2 separate regions of the Mus musculus genome follow, and region 1 is linked to region 2. The links are chromatin contacts, called in public Hi-C maps. All regions are on one chromosome and are shown on one strand. The core of a region is the stretch at or near the end of the contact, and the rest is flanking DNA. Distances in the headings are between cores, read along the strand shown. Region 1 overlaps Tbl1xr1 (transducin (beta)-like 1X-linked receptor 1). Region 2 has its middle 36 kb from the start of Tbl1xr1.

What was found. A called contact is a pair of places that touch in the nucleus more often than the background predicts.
Region 1: a Hi-C map of regulatory T cells shows a contact between it and region 2, with 3 times the contacts expected there. The contact joins two enhancer-like sites. A contact is called at or near these places in 1 of 484 Hi-C or Micro-C datasets (regulatory T cells), 1 of 115 datasets of contacts at active chromatin or transcription factors (embryonic stem cells) and 2 of 9 other capture datasets (adipose tissue and pancreatic islet).

What each region holds. Positions count from the first base shown.
Region 1 is chr3:22,190,254-22,195,540 of GRCm38.p6, reverse strand. It overlaps Tbl1xr1 (transducin (beta)-like 1X-linked receptor 1), which reads right to left. Exons shown (of 16, transcript NM_030732.3): 6 at 4,494-4,626; 7 at 4,008-4,149; 8 at 3,458-3,521; 9 at 3,274-3,371; 10 at 2,373-2,433. Among named protein-coding and RNA genes, the nearest start is that of Tbl1xr1, 120 kb to the right of the region's middle. Within about 2 kb of position 1,335, at least 6 of the 459 cell types and tissues checked have an H3K27ac peak or open chromatin away from gene starts, as enhancers often do. A contact at or near this core is called in regulatory T cells, where this site is marked.
Region 2 is chr3:22,037,422-22,043,149 of GRCm38.p6, reverse strand. No RefSeq gene overlaps it. Among named protein-coding and RNA genes, the nearest start is that of Tbl1xr1, 36 kb to the left of the region's middle. Within about 2 kb of position 2,324, at least 20 of the 459 cell types and tissues checked have an H3K27ac peak or open chromatin away from gene starts, as enhancers often do. A contact at or near this core is called in regulatory T cells, where this site is marked.

The sequences.
Region 1 (5,287 bases), core at 86-2,585, 150 kb before region 2:
CCTGTGTAACTAATGAGTGACTTGTGTGAAGAAAACATATATAACAAAAGGAGAAGAAGGGAGACAGCTCAAGAGAGAAATCCCCTGCTATGTAGGAAACATGAAGATGAGTTTGGATGCCCAGAACCAAAACACAGAAGTCAGACATGGTAGTGTGTACTTGCAACCTCAGCACTGAGGAGGTTGAGATAAGAAGGTTCTTGGAGCTTGTCACCCAGTCAGGGCAGTCAAAATAAAGAGACCCTGCTTCAAAAACTAATGTGCACAGTAATAGATGAAGACTCCTGACCACCTGATATCGACCTTTTGGCCTCCATATATACCTGCACTCCCTCCCCTTTCCCCACATTCTACTTCCTTAGGAAAATAGTCAAATTAGAACCACAGTAAGATACAATCACAAAAATATTCACATTGGCTATAATTAAAAATAGGGTTATACACTTAGGTCTAGAAAGTATACACAGACACCTGATGGTCTATAGCTGGTGAAACTAAATTGCTTTAGAAAACAATTTCAGTTCTGAGCAATGCAGTTTATTTTACTACTTGTTATTCTAAGAAATAAAATTGCATGCTCATTTAAAGACGATTGAAAGTTTATAGTTCTTTTTTCTGTAATAAGACCAAATAGAAGATACTAGTTTACTTCAGTAGTGGGCAAACACACTAGATAGGCCATCCAAAGAGACCTTGCCAGCAAAAGAAAGTACGGAATAAGTGTCTGTTACAACACAGTAGAATGAGAGGCCAGAGTCCCCCAAATCAAATATACCTGCGATTCTGTATAGACATCATGGACTAATCTTGGCTGACTACTGTGATTGCCTGGAGAATGAGGCAATCCATAGAAGGTCAGGAGAGAAGCCTGATGCTAACAGGTGCACCTTTCTCTTCAGTGCGATGGTTTCCATGTGTATACATGTGTAATCACTTCAAGATAAATACAATCAGTCCATATCTCAACTCCTCCTCAGCAGAACTTTGTTAAAGTACAACTTATTTAAAACAGTTCAGTTCCTTCCCACTCTTCTTCTTCCTCCCCTAGCTAACTCCTTTCTAGCAAGTTCTTGTTTCCTTGTCTTTTGGTCCCCATCTGAACGAGTATCCTATCCCTTAGTCCAGCTCCCATAACACACACCTGCATACACGGGGCAAGGTCAAACAGACAAACAGGCTTAGTCTATTTCTCAGTAAGCTCTGGTTCAAAGTCTGAGAGAACACACTGAGAAATACCTCCAACGGTTGTCTTTCTTTCCACTGTGGCTAAGCATTCCCCCCACCCCCAACTCCTTTAACTTTATATCACTTCTAAGAAGGAGGAGGAAACATGTGGTGCTAGCCAGAGACGGAGGAAAACTCTAGCTGGGGAAGGACTAGAAGTCAGGCTGAAAGTGCAGAAGAGGTAAACAGCGCATTAGTGTGGAGACTCTAAACACTCTTAACACTGTCTGCAAACCACTTTACTTTCTTCGCCTAGTTGGGTTGCTTGGTCTCACTTCGGGCTCTTCGTACATAGCTGTTCATTCCTAAAACATGAAGATGATAACTACAGCCTCGTGGTCAGCTACAGGGTAAATGCTCAGAGCACAAGTCTCAAAGCAGCAAGTATTATCTGGCACTGCTAAAACTACTACCCTGACAGCCTTTCCTTCCATCAAGAAATTCCCTGAGAAGCCAGACACAATGATGCACACCTACACTCCCCGTACTCTGGAGGCTGAGGAAGAGGAAGGAGCAGTGATGTGGGTCGGAAGCTAGCCTACATAGCAAGAGGTTCCTCCTTGCCTTCTCAGACACTGTGGTTCCAGGCTGAAGGCAATGAAGGCACTGAGCTGCATGCCCAGGGTACTTCCTGTACATCACACAGGAAGAAACCCAAGAGACACGGAGAATACCCATCCTTTATTTCACAGACAAGAGAGGTCAGACCTAGACAAATCAATCTAAAATGCACAAGATGGCAGCAACATGTGAGCAGTAAGCAGTTTAATTTATTCCAAGGCATTTTTTTCTTGTCCTTGCAATAAATAAATAGCTATCAAAAGCCCTCATTTACATATAGTGAAAGTGTAGCTATAAAGGTGAAGTGACCTGAGAGCTTATCAAGTGGAGAAAGTACATTTATAGCCAGATCTTTCGACTCTACAGTGCTACCCTCGCTCCATCTTCCAACTTTACATCGCACTCTAATTACACAACCTGGTTGCTTTCTTAGGGTACATATCTTAAAAACAAAAACAAAAAGAAACCCTGCTGATCCTCTGAGGAGAAAGCTATGGAATGCCTCCCAAGAAACCAGCACCAAGAACACTGCCTGATCCTTGAGGCCCTGCGTGAATTCTGAAGAGCTCGCTCATCAGCTGATTTACCTGAATGGAAAGGAAACTGCTGCTTGGCTTCACCAGTATGCGCATCCCAAATGATGGTGGTCTGAGATTAAAAGGAGAAGAAAAGTTAAAGAGTGTCTGAACAGCAGAATGGACACCTGACTGTATCAAGGCGGAAGGATGCTGTGTAGTGAACTCCACAGGCAATGTTTTTATTCCTCACAGCAGCCCAGGAAAAAGGATCATGATGCAGCTTCACTTTTCTGTGGTGGTTTCTCGCCAACTTATTTCCTACAACAACTCTTGTTTGTCAACAAAGAGTCTGCATTGAATTAGACTATTTAATGGCTATCACTGCAATGGTGCAAGATTTTCCAGCTCAGGAGTTATAAGGAGGAAAGTGCTTGTTATAGTAAAATCACCACTAAAAGATTTCTTTTACTTGGACCTCCTATGAACCCCCCGCCCCCGCCCCCAAAGGCCGTTTACATTTTGATACCACTTAAAGCAGGTCGTGAAACTGCTTATGAAAGTGCCAAGTGCTGGCTTTTCCCGAATCCTTCATCTCCCTTTTAAAAGTGTTCACTGAAAATATGAGTCTCAGCCAGTTCCTGTCTCCTTCCCCAGCACTACCCAACTGATTAAGAGCCTGGGCGTTGCTGATGGAAACAGCCACGGCTGCCCCTGAGAAAGCCTGAGAAGCACCAAGAACTTCATTCCATGCTTCACGAGAGTCAAACCCCAGAAGAAAATGAGGAACGGTCATAGCAACACAGATACAATGAGCAGACTCAGGAAAACAAGTAGACAATATAAGACATTTCTAGTACTGTGACAAATTCATGCTTGAACGAACTCAAGTCTGCTTCAGTGATTAGCAGGAAAGAAAAAAATATTACTTTCAAATATATTCTTGATAGAGCTTGGCTGAATGTTCATTTACCTTATCTACGCCAGCACTTAGGATGAAATTTCCTTTCTTATTCCATTTTAATGCAAATATAGGACCTTTATGCTGCCCCAAGGTGCTGGCAAGATTACCTAAATTAAAAACAAACAAACACACACATTAAAATTACTTCAAACTTTTAAATTTAGAACATCAATAAAGTTAGAAAATGTCATACCATCTTTAGTCCATATTCTGGCAAATCCATCATATGACCCAGTTGCTAGAAGTGTACCTTCACTCTGGCAGAGAAACACATTTTGTTTATTACACAACTCAAAAGGCCATTTAATTACTACACACATGTTGCCTGTTTAAGTCCCAGGCACAAAAGACCCTGATCTATGTGTAAGTGCCAACAAAGGCTGGCAAACCCCCACCCCCTAATGAAGGCGGTGTTCTCGGACAGGCCAATCCCAGTGTGTGCACCGGCAGGAAGTGCTGTGGAGCAGGACTGCAGTCCCTATGCAGAACATTTTCACAGGTGACCATGAGTGAGGATGGGGCAAGTGTAGACCAGGAAGGACAACATAAAAATGATACCATGAGAATGCTTTTTATAAGAAGTAAAAAGCAAAGCCTACAATTCACTCCTAAATTCTGATTAGGATTTTAGGAATATGGGGCCAGATTGAAGCTAAAATTGGGATCTAATTTCAAGATTATATAATGCCAAGTCCTCAAATGTCTTCATTCACAGACCATTTATGCAAGAACAAAACACTCACATTCCAATCTAGAGACGTGACATCCTTGTTACTGGGCACGTCCTGCCCTCCTTCCCGTATGCAGTGTCTAAGCACGAGCTGCGTAGGGCCACTCGTGCTGTTCTCACTGAGGTTCCAGATTCTTGCCGTGGAGTCTCCAGACCTTCAGAGTCAAAAAATCGGCTTAAGTCTTCATATAAGCAAGCATTCCAGAACCCAAGCCATACATTTAACACCTGAATAAGAAGTAGACTACCAGATATAAACATTTCTAATATTTCTCTTTTAGAGCTCCTACCAAGTAATAATACTAACCTACTAAGGTAAAATGACCGGAAAGTGAAATCTATGTAGCAGTCCTTTTGTTGAGGTATTCTTAGATGCCATTGTCATGCTGCACGTGACATAATCCCAGGACACAGTGCATCAACAAGGCAAGGTTACAGAGTAAATCCTGTCTAAAACAACAAAATACTCAACAGCTAGAAAGCTCTTTGAAAAACCTACCCTGATGCCAGGAGATCACTAACAGGGTTCCAGGCACAGATGAAAACTTCAGATTCATGGCCCCGAAGCACAACCGCTTTATTGGAAGGGATTTCCACATCCCCATCTACTTCCATCATGTCAGTGTGATTATCTGCAGCATGAGAAGTAGCAGTTCTGTCAGAAGGTAAGCACATTTCTAGCAAGTATGGCTGTACTAGTTTTAAAAGTGTGAGTGTTTATGCCCAGAGAATGTGTATGTGGAAGTGGTAAAAAAAAGAAAGGGGGAAAAAGGGCTATACCTCAGCATGGCTGAATTAAACAGCCTGTAACAATACTATTCTGAGTTCTGCCAGTAGGGGTTGCTGATATCATTTCTATAGCATGAGTCATCTTTATTGCTCACCATCAGAGCCTTGCTGGATGTTTATAACAGGGACTACTAGAAATTTTACTTAGAAATCAACTGCAGATGCAATGTTCACTTAAGAGTAGAAAGGGGTTTCAGAAACATTTAGGAACAAACAAACATTCAGTGTATTTAGCTTTTTAGAATCTTAGGTAGAAAATATGAACTGTGTGATGCACTATACTGCCTGTTTTTGTGTGTCAACTTGACACAGCTGGAATTATCACTCAGAAAGGAGCTTCAGTTGAGGAAATGCCTCCATGAGATCCAACTGTAAGGCATTTTCTCAACTGGTGATCAAGGGGGGAAAGCCCACTGTGGGTGGTGCCATCCCTGGGCTGGTAGTCTTGGGTTCTATAAGAGAGCAGGCTGAGCAAGCCAGTAAAGAACATCCCTCCATGGCCTC
Region 2 (5,728 bases), core at 1,075-3,574:
AGGGGTTGATGGTTAAAAATTTATATGTAGATAATTTTAAAGGAACCATGTGCTATGATGTCACCCTGGAGAGGGTGGAATTCATGTGACTTCATCACCATCCTGATTAAAGGTAATCACATTATATAAACCAACCAAGACAACTCCAAGATATTTTAGATTAGGATGGGTTTGTATGATAATTCTTGTCCTGAAAACAACGTCATAAAAACAAGGTTTATAAAAGATAGAATTTAAAAACCATGTTTGTTTAATAAGGTATTAAAACTTTGCCTCCATGTGTTCATACACAAGAACATACCTCTTGCTGGCAGCTGAATGTTTTCATGTAAGAGTCATCCCGGAGGTATTTGTTTTAAAGACAGGAAGGGGTCTTGGAGAGCAGCTGAGGCTTGGCACTATGTGGCAGGGCTGCAGTTCCTAAAGGGAGCCTAGGAGAGGGACCCCAGCAGTTTAGGAGATGCTGTTGTCATGTGATGGTCACCTGAGGCAATAGTTGCAATGAAATGCAGCCTGCTGGGGCCTAGAAGATAGACTGTATGTGCTGAAAGGGTGGGGCTACAGAGGTGACCCAAGATCCTTAGGGAAACCCAGAGGATTGTGAGTGGCTCCCAGATATTGATCATTGAGTTGTTTGTACTTTTGAAGATTTTTTTTGTTGTGTCCTGTTTCTTTCTTGAAGGAAAAAAAAAGATACTTTAAAATGGGTACTTATTTTATTTTATTTTATTTTGGTATTGCAGGGGCCAGCAGTTGAGATATTTTAAACTTCTTTAAAAGGAAATCTTGGAGTTTTTCAGAAAATTTAAATGAAAAAAAAAACCTGATATTTTCTTTAAATATTTAAATTTATAAGGCTATGGTATATTTTATGTCTAAAATGTTTTATATTGCTGGGCGTGGTGGCGCACGCCTTTAATCCCAGCACTTGGTAGGCAGAGGCAGGCAGATTTCTGAGTTCAAAGCCAGCCTGGTCTACAAAGTGAGTTCCAGGTCAGCCAGGGCTATACAGAGAAACCCTGTCTCGAAAAAAAAAAAAAAAAAAAAAAAAAACAAACAAACAAAAAAAGTTTTATATTATGATGTCTTTATTAATATGTAATCTTGAAAATAAAATAAAAGACCAAATATTTAGGGACTTAGCAATGAGAACCAACCACAAAACATTAGAAACTGGGATATTCATATCTTATGATGCAGCAAGACATGACCTAAGCAGTCTGGCAGAGTCTATAGACTGTTTCTTCTTACCAAAGGTATATTAGACTAACAGAAACCGATTTAAAAATGCATGTCTAACCTCTTTGTCTTTGCTAATTTTGCTAAGTTGTAGGTATTTTGATAAGCTGAATCATATAATTAACTGTGCAATTTTATAATTGCATACTCTAAAAGGATCACAAAGTAAAGTTGCCAATCTCCCCATGGAATGTATTTATGATTTAAAGTTTTATTTTGTTACTAAAAAACTTCAATCTAGAAATTGTTATTTTGCCGGGCAGTAGTGGTGCCTGTAATCCCAGCACTTGGGAGACAGAGGCAGGCGGATTTCTGAGTTCGAGGCCAGCTTGGTCTACATAGTCATCTCCAGGACAGCCAGGGTTACACAGAGAAACACTATCTCGAAAAAACAAACAAACAAACAAACAAACAAAAACCCCAAAAACAAAAACAAAAAACCAAACCAAAACAAAAAAAAATTGGCATTTTTTTTAAAGGCTCAAACTTAATAAATAAAGTTGAAATTTTAATCTTATAAAAGATACGAACTTATGTAAACTGTTCAAGATAGTTAAGACATGCAACTTAATGGATGTCGTGTCACAAATGATCAAATTCTTTAATGTTCTCAGAACTCACTTATAGTCAGCCTAACTTCAGATGTAATCCATTTACAGAGACAAACTTTATTTGGCTTTTTGTCTGTTTTCAAGGTTAAGACTAAAACTAGTAAACTAAAACCAAAGTTTGTTTAAAAATCATGTATACTTAATAGAACATGGCCTTCAAGCTCTTCAGAGATCTGCTGAATACAGCATTTAAAGTACTTAAAGGAAAAGGCTTCCTGTGATAGACAGAAATGCCAGCTCCTAGAAGCAAGCCTTACTTTCCAAGTAAGCAAAGTAGGGTACAAACTGGATTGTAGCTAACTACTAAGCAAAAGTGTACATGCTTCACCCACCAACAAGACTCTGCCCAAACTGTGGACAAGCAGGACACTGGAGAGATGATTGTCCCGCTGTGTCTAGGCAAGGTACACCAGGTGTCTACACAGGAGACTCAGAGTTTCTGCGCCTGGCAGCGGAAGACTGACACTTCACGGAAGCCTCTGCCTTTGATGAAGCCATCAAAACCAAGGGAGACTAGGGTAATCCCCTAGGTACTTGGTTAGTCTTTGTCATTTTAATTAATACATAGGCCATTTGGATTAGGCTCTCAGCTATAATTTATCCTTCTCAAATCTCTGATGGCCCTGGCAGCTCGGATGACTAGGTTTGACAGAAACAAGCGGCTTCTTCCCCAAGGCTGCAAGCTACCTTATTGGTTTGTTTTATATGAAAAGATCAGGCTTTGCTTTTTCTGGAGCTACTAGGTCTCCTGCTGAGAAAGAAAGACAGTTTTGCCTTGATAATAGGCTTCCTGTTAACAGATAAACAGGTCTCAAATGTAACTTTATGAATTTGCTTTGCAATGATTATTCTCAGTAACTTGTGTCTCATGGTAAATGGTTGGATAAAAAAGATTTTAAGTATATGTAAGTTTGGAGGATCTAAGAAAAATGTTCTAAGGTGTGTAAAGGTCTCCGAATGTGGAATCTTAAGTCATTTCTGAGGGTCTAAGGAACTGTTTTGAGTTGTATAAGTACAAGTCCTAAAGGTATAAGAAAAGTAATTTAAGGTAATAAATGTTTCCGTTTTCTTTCCTTCTTCTATGCTATTATACTAAGATTTCAAAAGTTCAGAGTTTTAATATTGATCAATAGAGTACTTGTTGCGGGAAATATTAAAAAACAAACAAACAAACAAACAAACAAAAAACCACCTTCTTGGCAACTCTCCATCCTGGCAGGCCTGCTTTTATGGTAAGACTCTCTTGCCTGGAGCTACCAAAACATCTCCATCCAGCTCGATAGGTTCCCACTAGAGTGTCGCTACCACACCAGCCCCATGCTTGAAATCCCCCACGGCCTTTGTGGTGTACCTCAGGCAAACCCACGCTTTGCCACGGTACCTTTCTCTCTTGAACCCAGATGAGCCACTGTGTGAAGGAAAACTCAACATAAACTTAGTTCAGAAATGACAATGGTAACTCAAGCACTGGGTGCAACAACTAAAATCCTCACTTGTAAACCTTATTAAATCTAAATCTTCTGGTGGCAAATCCTGACGAATCCGCTGTTGAAACCGAGAGACATTCATAATTTCATCTTGTCCTGACACTATCCCTGTCCCAAAAAAGGCCTAACTCTCCTTTTCTTCCTCTGTCCAAACTGTAAGTTCCGCCTACTCGCCCAGTGATTGGCTCCTTTATTCATTAGGGGATTGGTTCACAAGAAGTCACCTGGTTATGACTCCCTCCTTGTCCAAAGTCCCTCCCAGGAGAGCAAAATTAGCATCAAACTACAAAGTAAGTTCCAGGACAGCCAGGGCTATACAGAGAAACCCTGTCTCGAAAAAAAACAAAAACCAACCAAACAAACAGCACCAGGGCTATCCACAACAAGTACTTATAAGCTGGTAAAGGACTTACTATTGTCAGTCGCAAGCACAAGATTTCAAATTTCCTTCAGTAGTTTTCTAAGTATAGACTTAAAGGTACTTCTCATTAGGCTATAAGCATCAGTGTCCAATCTGTATACATCCATCCTTCTGGAGAGAGAAAAGAATGTTCATTCGTTTTAACCCAGTGCCATAGCTTTCACTATGACTCAAAGGAGTGAGTTTACTCCAGCTGTCTTACAAACACCTGTTAGCTTTTCAAAAACATGGATTTCAGAGCAGTGGTGATGCTAATATATCTAAAACTTTTATCTCTTTTTGTAAACTAAAAAAAATGATGCAAGCTTTATGGAGTTGAGGGAGTCATAAGACTTGGATTCACCTCTCAAAAGTCAAATGGACTCCAGATAAGTATGGCCTAAGTTTTCCCACTTATGCATTTCTGAGCTGAGGGTGTGATCTCTCTTTCTGCCCTAGTCTTAGGTGTTCTCCCCCCAACCCCAAGCTATCAGGACGATGGTCTTGAAAGTTCCAAATTTAAGATTTCCCTTAAAGTTCCTAAACTTTTAACTTCAGTCCTTGGTTTATATCTATCTCACCAGATTTCTGCTTGGCTGAAAGACACAATTCAGGAATCAGCTGCACACTATAAACTGCTCCGAATGGCTGTTTGCCCTGGGCTTGCTGAAAGCTGATGTGAACCAGTCCAACTGACATCACTGCTCCATGCCTCTTCACCTGGGTCTGCTAACTAGCTGCTTCTGATAAATGCCCATTGCCTGAACCGCCTCCAGACCTTCAACTACTATTCTGTCTTCCTGGACACGGACAATGTTGTGGCATCTTAATTTCAGAAGGAAACTGTTGCAGAAGGGAGCATATTACCCCTTACAAAAGGCTGAAATGTTAGGTCAAAAGGAAAGTCTCTGTTATAGGGGACAAAATGGTGTTGTTTGCCGGCCTGTGGCCTACATGAACTGGGTACACCTGGGAGGCAGGCTGGGGCTGAAAGAGACTTAGACTTCGAGAGAAGATAATGGAGCCAAGACAACATTCTGATCAAGGCCTGAGAGTTTACTAAGAGAGTGTGCTTGGGGGGAGGGGGGGGAGGCCCATCCCACCCCCTCCCACCCCACCAGTCATTCTTGGTGTCTGGAGCCTGTAGGCGACTTGCAGGATAGGACGTGCCTCCGGAATATCTCAGGGGCCTCTCAGCAGGTAACAGTGTCTTGGAGGAGAGCAGTGTCAAGTGACAGAACAATAGAGCCATCTAGGTCAGAAGGCTCCACCCCAGGTGGTCTCATTCTCAGTGGCAGCAAGGCTTGCATCAGCCGGCTTCAGGCAGGGGAGGCTACAGTATGGTACCTATAGTGTCTATTATACCAATAGACAAGAAAAGGTGCTTATTAAAAGTCAATAGATTCAGATATATCAACAGGTAGATTCATTTGCTAGTAGTTCTACAATAGGATTAGGTACTTGATTTGCTCTATGTAAAGCAAGGAGGTTATTGTATGTCTTTAAGAGAAAAATCTTCTCTTTACACAAAGTCACTTGGAAATCGTTAGAGATTATTTGGCTGCACTAACAAAACATTGCAGAAAAAAATGGGACCCAAGATGAAATAAATGACTAGTTCCTATTTTTTTTTTTTTTTTTTTTCCTTTTTTGAGACAGGGTTTCTCTGTGTAGCCCTGGCTGTCCTGGAACTCACTCTGTAGACAAGGCTGGCCTCAAACTCAGAAATCTGCCTGCCTCTGCCTTTCGGGTGCTGGGATTAAAGGCACGCACCACCACGCCCGGCGCTAGTTCCTATTCTAATAGTAACTCTGATGTCAGTCATCACAGGTTCCCCCCCCTCCCCCCGCCCTGTTTCTGCTAAGTACCATTGGCCCTTGCACCTTGCATCATTAATGCCTTAACTAAATACATTAATTCCCACTAGGGTACCGCTAAGCTAATCATTATTAGATTCTAATATAAATAGATATCCAAAGTAGAGTCACACG